Linked DNA regions of Zea mays: region 1 is linked to region 2. Evidence: chromatin contacts called from public Hi-C data. All regions are on one chromosome and are shown on one strand. Each heading gives the region's core, a stretch centred on a gene start, on an enhancer-like site or on the middle of the called end of the contact. The rest is flanking DNA. Distances are from core to core; before and after follow the strand shown. Region 1 has its middle 8.4 kb from the start of LOC111591405. Region 2 holds the start of LOC100282604.

Region 1 (4,923 bases), core at 411-2,910, 69 kb after region 2:
ATTTGAATGTGTAATGTATTCAGAGGGTTATTTTGAACAGAGAGCAAAAAAATGTTCAGAACCTTGATTTGAAGTAACTACTACTAATGAACAAGAACAGAGACCACCTGAACACAAACTTTGACAGGTTGATCACCTCGGTGGTGCGGCTGCGCTTGGCGCTCCGCGCCATCGAACTTCTTGTCACGCTGGGCTCGTCCTCCAGGTCTTGTAGAGTAGAGAGGCGGGTGTGCAAATCAGATAGGATTTAGGTGGGCGCGGCAAGACTGGATCAGATCGATGGATGCACTGCAGTGCCCAGCTTGGTCGGTTGTGCCATGCTATACCTCATCTGAAACGACACTCCCAGGCATGTCGTCGCCACCAAGGGTCTGCACGCAGCCGCCCTCGCTGCTGAGGGACTACACGAGAAAGTGTACGACGCCACTGCCAAGGGACTGCGCGAGACACTTGAGCGCCCGCAGCAGCTGCGAAGCCCAGGAATCCCTCGAGGGAGGAGGGCGTCCTGGGGCGTGGACTGAGTGGAGCTTTCTAGAGAGGATGACAGCACGCGGGCGGAGGCACTATATGGAGGTGAGCTGCGCCATGCCGGACACGGAGGGGAGAGGACACCGAGTTGGCGGTGAGGTGCGTGACTGAGGGACAGATCTGTTGAAACGGGTTAGGGGCTGATCTCGCGAGGGAGAGGGTTGCGTGGCTGTGCGGGGGCCAAGAACAACGGCTCACCACATCGACGACCTCCTCGACTTCCCCAAGGAGGACTCCATCGCCGTCGTGCTCCTCCTGGACGGGCCGACGCCAGCGAGCCCACTGTCGATAAATTCGAAACCAGTTACTTACGCAGATCCTCACTCCCCTCAGTTAGGGACATCACACATGTACCAATCGCAACAATGAGACTCAATCGCAACAATTCTCCACGGCTGCAACCACACAACAGATGAAACACGTGTCTGATCCGGGTGCCAACTAATTCAGCGGGAAATCCGTGCAACCCGGATCGAACAGCGACCGCATCTAGAGCCCCCATCCGCGGATCTGAAACCCGATTCCCAGCGAGCAAGCGAGCCCGGTCCTGGGGAAGCGGAGCGCTCACCTCGGATGGCCACCTCCACCGGCCGCTGCTCCTCCGGCCCCCGCGATTCCTCTCGTGCGTTGCAACGACTCGCTCACCTCGGACGGCCACCGCGCGCGCCACCTCCATCGGTCGCTGCCCTTTGCGAGGGCGAGGGCAGGGGGCACAGTTTGGTGTAGGCGGGCTCTGTGACGCCGTTGGCGGGGGCAGGATCACTGCGCGAACCCTAATCTGGCGGGGCGGGATTGGTGGCGACGCGTCCGCGGATCCCGCCATCACAAAGGGCAGCGTCGTCGAGGGCGAGGGCGAGGGCAGGGGGCGCGGTTTGGTGGCGGGCGGGATACCCTGCGGCGAGATTGGTGCGCGGGCGAGCTCGAGGGCGGGGGCTCGCGGGCGATGGCTGGCGCGTGCGGCATGCGGGGGCGAAGACGCGCGGGGGGCACGGTGATGTACCCTTAAGGTATAGTAGAGATTTAAGGGGAGCCGAGAAAGAACGAATTTTTTGGGGGCTCTCACCTCTCAGACCGATGGGCCTTTAAAGCGCCGGCCGGTCCCTCTCGCGGGCCTGTTCTGTAATGGTGCGGGATTGGGTGGTCACGGAGCTAGCTGGATTTCAAAGGGTTGGGCCAGCCAGATATATGCCGCGTCGCAAGCTGCTTCAAACAGCTAAGGTCCACTGGTGCCGTTACGCCGTGACAAAACAGTTGAGCTCAGGGGACGACCGTTAAGCAGCGATTATCTGTCGTTCAAGCTTTGTAATGTTCAACTTTGTTTCGTCTAAATAGTAAAAGAAAAACGTGCCTCGAAGTGGTCGTAAAAGAATCGGATTTGAATTCAAGAGCTCATCAGTCTAGCAGTGGAGTAGCTTAGGGACACGCTGACTAATTTAACAACCCCGGATCGAGTGGCTGCATGTTTCGTCGGTCAACGATTGACCGCGTGCGTGCATGCATGATCGAGCACGGAGCAACCGAGATCGACCAACGCAATCGAGTTTACGCGTGTTCGTACGTACGTACGGCTGCGACGACAGTCGCCACGCCGGCGGCGAGTGGGCGCGACGACCAGATCGGCCAGCCCCGTTCCGTGCCGAATCTGTGCGTTGCCCTTCGACGACCATATGCATGCGTGGAATGGGACTTAATTGGGACGCCAGATCGATCGAGCAAAGCCTACTCTAATACAAAGCAGTGGACGATTCTGAACGGACGCAGGCCGGCACGGCAAAGCGAACAACTCGTGTGGTGCAAGTAAAACTACTGCGTGAGAGAGAGAGAGAGAGACTTGAGAGATGAGATGATTCGCATCGGGGAGAGCTAGGCTGCGAAAGCTCTATCTAGTCTATGGCTGGGTTGGCACAAGGTGTTGTTTTCCTCTTGGATCTCTCATTAATTCGTCGACCGTACATGCATCTGTCACCTTGCATTGGAGGATTTGTCGCCTGCGAGTTAGCATAAACTCAATGGAGTTAGCACTCTAAGAATCCAATGAAATTACCCCCAACAAGAATCGATATGCATGCATGCATGTATCTCAAGGGCCCAGCCCAATCTTTTGTACTAAAATCAGCACTATGAAAACGATTCAGATGGCCTGGGCTGGATCGACCGGCCCACTGAGGGCTTGTTCGGTTATTTTCAATCCATATGGATTGGAGGGGATTGATACGGATTAGAGGGGATTTTGACTTACTAGGGATTGAAACCCCCTCAATCCATATGGATTGGGGTAGAACCGAACAAACCCTGAGGGTTTTATGCTCAAGTCGTCAATGCAATCCCAGGTTGCTACTGCTGCTCTACCGGGGCAGTTAGTTATAATTTGTTAAATCAACCAATGTGCAATCAAAACGAACCGATTTGGTGGAGTCAATTTTTCAGCCAACTGATGTAGTATTGATCTTCGCATGGAAGTATCGTCGTTTTCATGCATCTTTTTTTTCTTTTTTCTTTCAGAAGCGAATATCCATTTGCAGACAACAAACTAAATGCATGAATTCCTCCGTTCGGGAAAAAGAAAAGAAGCACCAGAGAGGAATACATTTGAGGCCTACCTTTGAACTAGCTTAACTCTCAAAAGGGGAGAAATAAAAGAGAAGGATCCCACACCGAGGATCTCTTCCGAACATTCTTCATCTGGTTATTAATTAAATGCTTCTGTCCGTCCCACGCTTTTTGCCGAATTCCAACGCGCATGGAAATTAATTAGGCATCGAGATGAGAGATGATGTATTGTTGAGAACTTTTAGCGAAAGCTACCTAGCACACACAATTTTACACATCGTGGAGGAAGTATATAAAGGCATTTGTATTTTTAACAAGGCTACAGAGAAGTATGGGGGCATGCATTATTTTTAGTGGTCTTCGATGATACGGCAGTTGTTTGCGTATGATGATCCACCGCCGCCACAAAATATTCCGTCGATACTTTGCCAACTATTTCGGTTGGCGCTCGTCCAGCCTTAATGCGGTGAATTTATACCTCACATCTGTTAGGATTTATGGGCTTGGCCCAGTTAAGAAATTCTAATAAATCACAGAAAAATCTCAAAAGCCCATACAAATGGATAGCTAGAGCCTAGAGAATTGATGAAACCAATAACACCATATTGCTAATTCTAGTGTAGTAGAGCTAGCTTAAATATGGAAGTCACACTCACTCACCAAGTCATGGATGAGGGGAGAGAGTGTGGAGAGCCACACGCGCGTGCTCGCTCGCCTGGCCGGGGCGAAGGGCGCACGACATGCGCGTGAATGGTCCGCCGAAATCCGGCCCCTCGCCTTGCGGGGGCGCGGTTACCTTTTACCGTTTGATTTTTTGGTTTCTTGGCTATTACGTTTATCCTAACCGATCGCTATAAAATCTCAACTGATCGCGAGATTTTTGTGGGCGGATAAGATCGAGGGTCGCGGACTCGGCCCTATATAAGGAGCCCGGCAGCCAGCCTCCAAATCATCCCAGTTTCACTTTCGCCTTTTAGTTCCCTTCGTCCCGACCGCAGTGCGATCAAGAGAGCAGGTCTCCGAAACCCTTCGTCTTCTAGATCCTGCACCGGGAGAGGGCGAATAAGATTTTTGGGAAGCGTCTTCACGCGACTGCTCGTGATCTTCTGACCTCGTCGACCCTGCTGATTTCGCTACTTCGACATCGTCGACCCTACTGATTCCGACGCGCGCCATCTATCAGTAAGTCTAATCAATACGCATCATCTGATTTGGTTATTTATTTCAGTTATTCTGATTTGGTTATGATTTATATTCGGAATTTAATTTGGAATTTGTCTAATTATTCAACAACATCTAGTTCTATGATGGGATTAAATTCTTCATTTAATCCATGTATCTGTTAAAGCTAGTTATTTCTTTTAATCAGTGGATTTTAATACAAACTTGTGCAATGTATTCGTGGATTTATTTTATACCTAATACACTATGGATAGAATCTATGCATTCCATGGTTTAAAAAATTCTCGACCCATTGGGTTATAATCCGTGATGGTTTTAATCGAATAAAAAAATGAGTATGCTTAGATTATTTTGGGTATAGATTGTGATATGAATTTAATTTTAATCTATGTTAATCTAGAGCTGGATTATATTGGTGTAAACTAATAAGGTCTAAAATGTTTACAAAAGATCACGCACACGTATGGCGTGACGTGACCAATAATCCCCGCATGGCTCGTAGGTCCCCGTCATGTCCCGGCCGGCCATTAATTTCACTCAGATACTGTAGGAGTAAGTGCGTAACGCTAACGTGGACATTTATATATCAAATGGCCGTGACATGTCATCTGTGCGTGCCTGCTCTTATCGTGCCGTCGTTCCAGCCACGCACGCGATTGGATC
Region 2 (4,638 bases), core at 456-2,955:
TCTCGATCAAGCAGCTTGCCGGCCCAACGCATCATCATCAGACGTCGCGGTCGCGGGCGCACTCGGGCGGCACGGCGGCGCCGTAGCGGTCGCGATCGGTGCAGTAGTTGTAGATGGTGTAGCGGCGCCTGACCTCGGCCAGGCGGCGGTACTGCGCGGCGTCGAGGTCCCTGAACTCCGGCTGGTCCCACCAGCGCGCGCCCTGGGTGGCGCAGAAGCGCGCCTCCGCGGAGGCCTCGCAGCCGTCGACGTGGAAGCCGCGGTAGGAGGCGACGAAGGGCGCGTTGGACCAGTCCGTCTTCTCGCGCCCGCCGCGGGTCGCCCAGTCGTCGGCGTTCCACAGGCTGGAGTAGAGCTTCATCGGCTGGCTGAACGGGTACCGCACGCCCAGGTCGGCGCTCGTGTTCTTGAACACCCGGATCGGCACGTCGTCCACGAAGAACCTGGCGGAGCGGCGGGGAGATAGATCCTCAGATTAGTTAGTGCCGTTGCCGTGGGCTGGAGTGGAGGCCGGAATTAAAGTGTAGTGTAGGATACGCGCGCGATGGTGCTGCACGGTGTACGAGGAGGAAGAGATTATTGGGCGGGCCCTCCCGTGGCCGGCCATGGTGGTGGTGTGCAGGGTTCAGACAAGCGTGTACGTAGTGTACTGTGCAGGGGCAGGCGGCAGGGCATAGGCTGGCTCTGCTGCACATGGACATGGAGGCACGCGCTGTCTGCCTTTACGACTGCATGCATGGATTCATTCAAACCATCGTCCCACTTTTTCAGTACTGGACTGTAGTGCCGCTGCCGTTGTACCCTCCCCGGCGCCGGTGAGCAGAGCAGTGAGCTTTTACCGCGGTAAATTTTAGGGAATCCTACCTGGTTCATGTGAGGTTCCAGAGGACGGAGCAGCGGGGGGATTGCATTGCATTGCAGATGCAGAGTGATGATGTGTGTGTGACGGACGCAAAAGCAATGCGATGGATATATGATGCGGGTGCTTACGCGATCATGTAGAGGTTCCAGAGGACGGAGTAGGAGTGGTACTCCTTGGTGGGGTCGAACCAGAGGTAGATCCGCTGCTCGCGGTCGCCCTTGCCGCCGGTGAACACGTTGGTCTGCAGGATGTAGGGCTGCCCCGTCCGGTTGCCCAGGAACTCGAAGTCGATCTCGTCGTGCTCCGAGTTCTGCGACGACAGCTGCAGATAGAGCGAGCCGGCCGGCCACCAGTCAGATACGTTGTTACATACAAGCCGGCAAGAGCGAGGTGGTAGAGATAGGAGGCAGGAGAGGAGCTCGTATGTAACGTACGTAGAAGGCCGTGACGGTGCCCGCGGAGTCGCCGCCGACGAGCTTCATGTGCATGCTGAAGTGGCCGAAGAGGTAGGAGCCCCGCGTCTGGAAGCCCGTGCCGGTGGACTTGTCCAGGTACAGCTGCACCTCCCGCCCGCCGTCGATGTAGTGGATGTGGTCCTGCGCCCACGTCGGCACGTAGTTCTTCTGGAACGGCACGTCCACGGGCTTCCGAGGCGCCGCCGCCGTCGCCCACTCCGCCAGCAGCGCCACCGCCATGGCGGCAACCTGCAGCCACCGCGCCGTCGCCATCTTCGTCTCCACTGGATAGCTAGTGCTAGTGCCGGACCAAGGGTGGTGTGGTGTGGCTCCGCTGGATGCTTTGCTTGGGCCTGAGGCTCGAGGATTGCTTGAGTACTTTATTTATAGGGAAGGACGAAGGAGAGCTGGCAGGCTAGAGCGTGGATAACTGGAACTGTCCGGATTACTGTAATTATAATTTATAGAGATAAAAACACGGTAGAACTAATAGAAACCGGTACGAATTAAAGCCAAATAAATAGACTAACTAGCTAAAGCTATTAATTTAAGCATAGGGGTTAGTTACAGTGTATTGAAGGGCACTAACTAGCTACAGTGCGTGCTGATGGTGTTGCAGAGCTGGTGAGTGTGATCGATCGATGGCACAGCTAGATTATTAGCTGCGGTGCATCGTGCACCGTCACATGGATGCCGACGAGCCCGCGAGGCGCGATCTTGTCTTTTGCCCGCGTCAGGTCAGGTTGGCCCAGTGGAAGCGAAATCAAGTGCAGGGGAGGACGGCCTGATTGCTGGACGAATCACAACTTGCGACGCCATGCCGTCCCATCATGGAGCAATCCAGGTCAAAAAATATTATTATGTAAAGTTTATCGCTGATTATAGTAAATTCACTTGGATGTAGCTTATTAAGTTTAAATTATAACTTTTTATAGAAACTTTATGAGTTTTGAACTCTGTCATGTAGTGACAGTTTAATTATAAGACTTGTCGTATAATGAGGCGGAAGCGGATGTCAAAAGCTTAACTCATTCCTTACTAAGTTTGGCATCTATGTCATTGTTCTCATGCACATCAATAATCGGTGTTGTCGGTCACATACATTGTTTCATAGTTGAAGTTGGTTTGGCCCTTCCCTCTCATGCATATATCCGTGCCGCTTGAGTCTAGGCAATTAGGACGATGAAGCCTTTCTTGCTGCTCCATATTCGATTAATATCATTTCTAATAAACTAATCTAAAATTCTACTCCCTTAAAGCATCTATATAGGCGAAAACTAGATTACTCCTCATTGTGCACCTTAATTTAGGTGTACATGTTGGCCCAATCTTCGCCCTTATAATGCTCAGGAACTTAAATTTAGATCAAAGCAATGTGTTTTCTTATGTTATGGTGGTCTTCATAAAGGTTACGAGTGTCATACTAGACATGTTGATATATCTCGTGATGTTATCTTTGATGAAGAGATTTTCCCCCTTTTTCAAATTAAGTCTAAATATAAGTGCTCTCCTTCGCTTAGAAATCCAGCTTCTTAATCCTCCTTTCAAAAATTCATATGGATAAGCTTAGAAGTCCAAATATAAGCGCTCGCCTTCGCTTAGATCATTATATTGATTATTCACTTAAAATCATATACATGTAAATAAGGAAGAACTTCAAATGCAAAAAAATAGAGTTGCAACTATCGAGGAAGGAGCACTTGTCCAAAGTAGAAATTACATAGAACCCGAGGAGGATTTGATACCAAATATGTTGATACCACATACAAACCACCCGTGCACAATCTTCGGGACTCATGTTAGATACAAACAAATACCTCGACTATTTTAGGTCACTCAATCCCCTCCGATCATATTGCTTCCAAACAAGCCCTCAATGTGAGTACTAGAGCCGAATAGTCGAGGTACTCCCATCGGCTACAAATACTCCCTTCGTAAAGAATATAGTTCTTTCTACCTCTCTTTTTTTGTCCACATTCAAATAACTGATAATGAATGTAGACATACATACAAGCTACGTTTGTATGTTGGTTAATGAATGCATATCTTTAGCCTAAAACAAATTATATTTTGAGACGGAGGGAGTAGCTGATGATTTGATCAGAGTTCTCTTTGCTCGGCTGCTCTTTTTCGGTTGTGGTTATATCTCTAGCAATTGAGGAGATTTCTTGAAGTCGTAACAACAGCAGCATGAACAACAACGACGACGATGACGACGACAACAACAAGCTATAACAAGTGTCATCGATCACTGCATAAGAAAAAAATAAAAAACGAATAGGCTAGTCATAGACATAAATATAATTTAGCTACAATCTTAAATATTAGGCATTTAAAAATTATATAAACTACTCACTTCCTTCCAAAAATATGATTTATTTTAGGCTAAATATACATTCATTAATTAACTTGAATGTATTTTGTATGCACGTCTATATTCATTTGAATTTGGACATAAAAAGATGGCTAGAAATAATTATATTTTAAAACGAATGAAGTAGATTACCGCAATAAAAAGTAATAGCCAATTACTGAAACTCAAGTAAAAAAGATCGGCAATGGGAAGTACTACCAGTTTTTCATCTTAATCATCACGGGGTCGATCAGACGGTCTCGAGACTGTCAAGGCTCTCCGTTCCAGCGCCGTGTGATCCCTGGCAGGCTACTGGTTCTTGATTGATTGGCAATCGCCAAGAGACATGGGCACTGTGCATGGCTGGCATCAGACATGCATCAGATAGCTGTCAGGCGTCAATGGCGGTCACATGGGTGTGCGCAGGTACAGCAAGCACCATCGCAATCAGGAGCCGTCCGGGTCATCAGTCTCTCGCTCGATCGGGCCCCGAATCCGAATCTGCGAGCCCGGCGCCATGCACGCATTGCATGCTACCGACACACACGAGCACGCATTGCCGGGCTTGTGGTCGAGTTGATAGCATTGTGGCTGTGTCCATAGGAAATTTAGGATCGACTGATCGACCTAGCTAGAATTAAAGAAATCACGGGCCCAATGTTCCGCCGACCCAAGAGGGAGATTATAGGACACTATTTGATTGGCTGGATCAGGCTGGCCGACACGTACCAGCTGGATCTGATCACCATCAGATGTTAAATATGCGTCCATAAGGCAATCATGATATATATATAAGAGAATAACGAGTCTTTAGATAAAAACACGTTAGCAAGGATCCACATTAGCAACGATAAAAAAACACATGCTTGGTTTCACCCAAGTAAAGTTTATTAGTCCCTCATACCAAATGTTTAAATTATAATTGTTGGGGACTTGTTCTCAAATGCTATGAATCAAGAACAAGGCAA

Evidence for each region. A called contact is a pair of places that touch in the nucleus more often than the background predicts.
Region 1: a contact with region 2 is called in a Hi-C map of ear, with 2.7 times the contacts expected there. The contact joins the enhancer-like site here to the promoter of LOC100282604 in region 2. A contact is called at or near these places in 4 of 25 Hi-C or Micro-C datasets (bundle sheath, ear, leaf and 1 more) and 1 of 3 datasets of contacts at active chromatin or transcription factors (leaf).

The regions. Positions count from the first base shown.
Region 1 is chr4:197,766,526-197,771,448 of Zm-B73-REFERENCE-NAM-5.0, forward strand. No RefSeq gene overlaps it. Among protein-coding and RNA genes, the nearest start is that of LOC111591405, 8.4 kb to the left of the region's middle. Within about 2 kb of position 1,661, at least 20 of the 20 cell types and tissues checked have an H3K27ac peak or open chromatin away from gene starts, as enhancers often do. A contact at or near this core is called in bundle sheath, ear, leaf and 1 more, where this site is marked.
Region 2 is chr4:197,697,467-197,702,104 of Zm-B73-REFERENCE-NAM-5.0, forward strand. It overlaps LOC100282604, which reads right to left and starts at 1,706. Exons shown (of 3, transcript NM_001155512.2): 1 at 1,297-1,706; 2 at 991-1,184; 3 at 1-443. The coding sequence starts at 1,590. The coding sequence ends at 38.